Regions from separate parts of the Hordeum vulgare genome. Here region 2 is linked to region 1. A link is a contact called in public Hi-C data. All regions are on one chromosome and are shown on one strand. The core of a region is the stretch at or near the end of the contact, and the rest is flanking DNA. Distances in the headings are between cores, read along the strand shown. Region 1 holds the start of LOC123411583 (putative glycerol-3-phosphate transporter 1). Region 2 holds the start of LOC123409220.

Region 1 (3,008 bases), core at 230-2,729:
GCGTCCTCGGACCAATGTTGTCGGCCACAACACGGTCGGCATTTTAATGCAGCGTCGCCGCCTTGACTCGCCGCGCCCACGGAGCAGCGCCGTCGTCCTCGACTTGTCGCGTCACCGCAGCAGCGCCGCCGTCCTCGACTTGTCGCGACACCACAGCAGAGCCGCCGGCAGCAGCGCCGCCAGCGAGTGGCACTTACCTTCCCCATCATGTTGCGTTGTAGCACCACCGACGGTGAGTTACGCTGCCCCCGCTTGCGGGAATGGTGGTGTTGCATCCGCCGGTTTGCAACACCACAGTGGTGGCGCGCAAGCAACGAATGATGCCCCGATATGCAGCGCCCCATCGCCCCCATTCTTCTCCACGTATGCATCAGCATCCTCTATTGTGCGTGGTGGTCGGAGGGGTCACAATTTTGACATGGCGGGCGTAGAGAAAGGTTGTGTGCCCTGAGCACAAGAGGTGGAGGTAGCGGATGAACTCGTAAAAATAAATGAGTGGACGACGTCTCTATGCGGGGATAAGGCTAAGAGCAAGTCTAGTAGAACCCTCAAATCCTTAAAAATAACCGCTTTTTTTTACAGTTTTCGTCGACAAAACGACGTAGACTAGAACCCTTAAACTCTTAAACCCGTAAAAAAAATTAAAGGTCCAACCCGCAAACCCTTTCCCAACCTGTAGAAGTGACGGTTGGGAGGGAAAACTGCCCCCAACCCGCACTCCACTTCCCACCTCGCGCGGGAGGCAGTTGGTTCCCCGCGCGCGCGAGGAAGTTGCCTCGGCCGCCGCCGCCCCGCGCTCCCTTCGCGCCCCGGCCGTTGCGTCCCCGCGTCCGCCCCGCCCGCCCCGGCCGCCGTCGCGTCCCCGCGCCCGCCCCGCCCCGCCCCCGCACCCGCCCCGGCCGCCGCGCCCGCCCCCGCGCCCGCCCCGGCCGCCGCGCCCGCCTCGGCCGCCGTCGCCATGGCCTCCATCTCCGCCGCCGCCAAGGCCACCTCCGCCGCCTTCGCCCACAAGGTCCCCTCCCCTTCCCTCTCCCTGCCGCAGAAGGAGCTCGCCGCGGCGGCGCCGCAGCAGTAACAGTGCGCGAGCGCCAGCAGACGACGCGCGCGGTCCTGGCTGTATTCCAATTTTTGCATTAGGTGAAATATCCGAATATTCCGTTATAAGGGTTGGGTTTGAGGGTTCTAGTCTTTGCTCCTGTTTTTCAACCCTTAAAAGTGTCAAAAATGGGCAATTCTCAACCCTTAAAACTGATTTTAGATTTAAGGGTTTGAGAGTTCTACTAGAGATGCTCTAAGAGGCAAAAACAATACGCATAGAGCCGCGTGCCGCATATTGAAGACGGCTTACATCGTATTAAAATCAGTCAGACAATTTTAATACTTTTTCATAAAGCGAAAGGGCATAATGGTCCAATGGCATCGCCGTAAATACCTCCGCAAACTTGGCTTGCCATCTGAATAAATGCAAGCCAGGCTCGCTCGAACTCCTCAAGCCACCCAAACTCTCGAGAAAAAACTGACGCCAAGAGAGGAAAGAAACGCCCTCCTTCCTTCCTTCCTTCCTTCCCCAGCCATCTCCTCCTATCCTGCATGCGCGTGCGCATTTTCACACTAAACCCCCAATCCAACCGGCCGCGGCTCGTCGCAGATCGGCACAGCAGTCGACCGCCGCCGCGGAGGTGTGTTCTTGTCCCGAATCCCTGTTTCTTGATCTCCCTCCTCCTTCTCCCTTACTGATTCTGCAGGCCAATCCGTAAGCTTCTGTTTTCTTTGCTTCTTTGGATTGTCGGGCTCTTGGTTTGGCGGCGAGGGGTGGTGGGTTTTGGCGAGGTTTGGGTTAAGGAGTTGGGAAGGCTTTTTAGTCTCTTCAGGTTTCATGGGGGAGAGAGAGACGATAATCTCTCCCGTTATTTCCTGAATTTTGTGTATTAGGTGCTTGTTCCGCTGATCATACTGCTCGGTAGCCGAGCATTTGAACAGTAGTTTTTTTTTCGAATATTCAATAGTTCAGTTCCTTGATGGAGACCCTGAATTTTTATCCAAGGATACTCAGGTCAGATCAGCCTCCTACATCCGCTTGGGAATCTTTTTACCTGCCCCGGTTAATTGTATTAGTATATACGTACTGATACTTTAGGGTCACGTCTAACTCGGTTGATTGCTAAGGGATGCATTTGCACCCAATAATAGGGGTGAATTCTGATTTTTGGTGTTGGAGATAAAAATAGTGTATCGTCAGTCTTTTGTACCATGTGCCAGTGGCGTACGTAGGGAGAATTTTAAGAGACATTTTTTACTATGTAAAAATTAGCTGATTTTCAGGGACTATCCAAACCAATTGAAATAGATCTCACATTTTAAGGTATGCACACCCATCATTTCATTTCTGGGTCCGCCACTGCCATGTGCTCTCCATGATCTAGGTCACAGATGGCGTCATCATATTGTGCGGAACAAGAGCAAGAAAGGTTTCTGCTTTCGGTGATCTAGCGGATGACTTGCACTTGCGATGATTGAACTGGGCTAGCCAACATATTGATCAATTTGTTTCCCAAATTGCTTTGGACCATTAGATGCGGCAATTTTTCCCATGTTTGCGTATTAACCAAATTGCACAAACCTTTGTTGCAAATAACGGAGTTTAAGTTTTTATAAAAATGTGTTGAATTATTGGATGCATCAGTTTTCCCCATATTTTTTAACCAAAATTCCACAAAGATGCGTTTGGATCATTGATTTCAACTTTTTTAAAGCACGATTGCTTATGGATCTTACTAGCCACCAATAGATGTATAACTTCAATTATCAATCTTAACATAGAATCTCTCCATTTGCCCATTTGTCTTACATCCTCTTTGATGCTTTCAGGTGGCGATCATTCTTTTACCGTTAGGTGTACATCTGCTTGGCCTCTGGCACTAGCTGCAGTTACCAACAGTCCAGAATTCTCATGGCCAAGTCTCATGAGACGACGAGTAGGAAACCTCCTGGCCTCCGGTTATTCAAAG
Region 2 (3,008 bases), core at 331-2,830, 870 kb before region 1:
CCATCCGGCGCGCCGGTCAAACCGACGCGCCAATCGCCCCCTCGCGCGCTAGCTCATGCAACATTTTTCCCATCCCGCGCGCTTCGCTGGTCAATTGATGCAATATTTTTCATCTAAATTTGTTGCAACAAGCATTTTTGTTACTACATTTTGTCCTAGTATAAAAGTTGCATATACGTTCGGTTGCAACTCCAGCTCGTCGGATTTTTCATTACAATCGATGTTTTTTACTTTTGTTACAACCATGTTAATTTTTGCTACAACCGGCATCATGTTTTGCTGCAACCGTTCACTAAAAAAGTTGCATACACGTCACATAAATATTTGTTACAACCGGCTTTGACTTTTGCTACCACATATCATCAGCTTCGTTTTTTTGCTACAATTACGTAGATATTTTTTTCTATAAATTTTATTTTTTGTTGCAATCGTTGAAAAAATTGTTGCATCACATCAAAATTTTGCTGCATAGGGAAAAAATGTTGCATGCGGATTCAACGGTGCGGACGCGCGCGGGTTGATGGATCGTACGGCCCGCGCGCGGAAAAGTTTAGGCCGACGCAGATCACTCCCCTTAAATATATAAGATGTTATAAAATCATGTTTTTTAATGCAGTGTCCTAGTTTATTAGAAAACCGCAACAAGGAAAAATAACGACCACGGGCTGAATAAAATTGGAGCGCTAGGGTATCAAACCATGACCTCCTAAATTGAATCCAGAGTGCTAACGAGTTGGACTGGCTACTGGTGTGTGCACGAACAGGGGCTCGTTGTCAAGTCAACCGAGGCAGAAATTGATTCCGGGGTGAGGGTAAAATGCGTGAAAACAAATGCTTTCTCCTGGGGACTTGTACACACGATCTCCCGGTTCTATTAGAGAAGTGCTATCCAACTAGGCTACGCATATTCAGTGATATTGGTGCAGGGGAGAACTACAAATACTAAGGAGGAGGCCGGTCTTCTTCTCCACGAACATGCATGGCAAAACAGAAGCAGACATGGCGGATCTGGCAGCTTCCATACCTGTGGCTCCGTTGGCCGGAACTGGCGCGGCTTGCGGTTGGCGTATAGGGGAGATGGCGGGGGTGCGGGATGCAGGCATCCCCTTCCTCTGCCCGATGCATAGGATGGACTGGCATGGTCAACTCGAACTCACGCGGGTCAACCGCAGCGAGGCTGGACGGGAACGGCGGCGCGATGGGACACCGTAGAGCGTCCGGGATGAGGGGAAAACGGCGGATTCGGTCATGGAAGCTCCGTTCCCCGCGGTGGTGCGGCGAGACCCGGCGACGTAGACCTTGGAGCTCGGCTCCGACGGCCATGGAGGATCCTGTGGGAAAGAGAGAGGACACGGGGTGAGAGGGAGAAATGGAGGGAGAGAGGAAGAGGCGGGGCGCCGGTCTGGCTCCAGCGAGCGGCCGACGGGGCTCGCAACGGCACGGGAGGCTGCGGCTCCGGGATCTGGCTATGGTTGCCCGGACATGTCCGGTTGGTGGTGGAGGTGTTCACACGTGGGATTGAGGCTAGCAGGTGGGACTGAGACTAGCAGGTGGAATTAAGAGAGGTGGCTGTAATTTTGGCTAGGGGGAAACTCTAGCGGAGTGACGGAGCTCTCTTCACAAGGTAGAATTATATAGGGAATGAACTATGATGGGTTGAACCTCGTCCGTTCGATCCCGATCCAACGACCACGAACGGAGGGAGGGGCTAGTTGGGTCTAGTGGGCTGTGTGGGTGGACTATGTGGGGATGAGAGGGAAGGAAGCAGCCCGTGACAAGATTTTTATACACTGAAATGTTCAGGAATTTAACTCACTATAGTGCCACTATATATTTAGTGCTTCAGATATCAAACAATCTTCGATTACGATGAAGTTTGGCACGCGATCTACCAACATCAAAATAAGACAGCACGCCAAGTTTCAACCCAATCCGAGGAAGTTTTATACACACTTTTAAAACAATATTTAAATGATATCGCGGGCGTGTGCATGTGAGGTTGGTCTCAAAACGGTCAATAACAATAATGAAGAGAACCGGCAACTAATAAAGGATGCAAGTTTTGAAAAAAATGACGACAAAGGAGTGCCGATGCAATGCGAATGCTGCGAATGGTGCGATGATAAATGAGATAAAAAATCACACGACGACAACGGAATAAAAGAAGAATCTTCTAGCGCATCATATCCGGGTTATTACACCAGTGCCCATATAGCATGTGGTTGTATTGCTTAGACAATCTTCAAATCCAAGACTTATTAGTCCTCATGCGGCATGGACGACTGATTGCCCCTTCAGCTTATGAAGGGCAGCCAATCGCTCCTTCTTCCTTGATTTAGTCGTTGCCCGCACCAGTATTCAGATGGTAAGTTTCACCCAGGGTAGAAGAGAATAGAGAACGTCAACAAGGCCAACCGGCCTAGCTCAGCGGTAAGTTCCAATTGTCAATGACTATGAGATCATTCAACAGTGCACCTATAAGGTATAAGCATGGCTAAGAATTTCTACTCCACCGGATTACTATATACTTCTACTCAGGTGTCAATGAATAGGCGACAAGAAGATCAAGGTATGTGTTAATCGACATGCTAACTACGAGAGTAAAAAACATTCATACCGTAACCATAAAACAAGATGCAATATTCTTAAAACATAGGATAAGTATGATCAAAGAAGAAGGCATGCCTTCATTGTTGAGTCCTTCTTCGGTAACCTGTTTATGTACATGTCCAAGGGCGTCACTCCCTACTCGTCGAAACGATAGCAAAAGACAAACAAATAAATACCAAAAACACAAATTCGAAATAACTTCCAAAACAACAATAGTCGCGTATGGATAGGAAGATATTGATCAAGAAGGAGATTCTAAATGAGGTAGAATGATAGGAAGGTAAGATATATGATTCAACGAGGTGACACGGTTTGGTTGACACGACTAAGAAAGGCTTGGTGATAAAGACTAACATTGTGATATGAATTATGCTACTAACACTATTAGTAACCACCAC

What was found. Hi-C and Micro-C count contacts between places; a contact is called where the count stands out from the background.
Region 2: a contact with region 1 is called in a Hi-C map of seedling, with 3 times the contacts expected there. The contact joins the promoter of LOC123409220 here to the promoter of LOC123411583 in region 1. A contact is called at or near these places in 1 of 6 Hi-C or Micro-C datasets (seedling) and 1 of 1 datasets of contacts at active chromatin or transcription factors (embryo).

Annotation. Positions count from the first base shown.
Region 1 is chr7H:378,694,473-378,697,480 of MorexV3_pseudomolecules_assembly, reverse strand. It overlaps LOC123411583 (putative glycerol-3-phosphate transporter 1), which reads left to right and starts at 1,479. Exons shown (of 3, transcript XM_045104551.1): 1 at 1,479-1,679; 2 at 2,869-3,008. The coding sequence starts at 2,951.
Region 2 is chr7H:379,560,743-379,563,750 of MorexV3_pseudomolecules_assembly, reverse strand. It overlaps LOC123409220, which reads right to left and starts at 1,580. Exons shown (of 2, transcript XM_045102182.1): 1 at 1,025-1,580. The coding sequence starts at 1,323.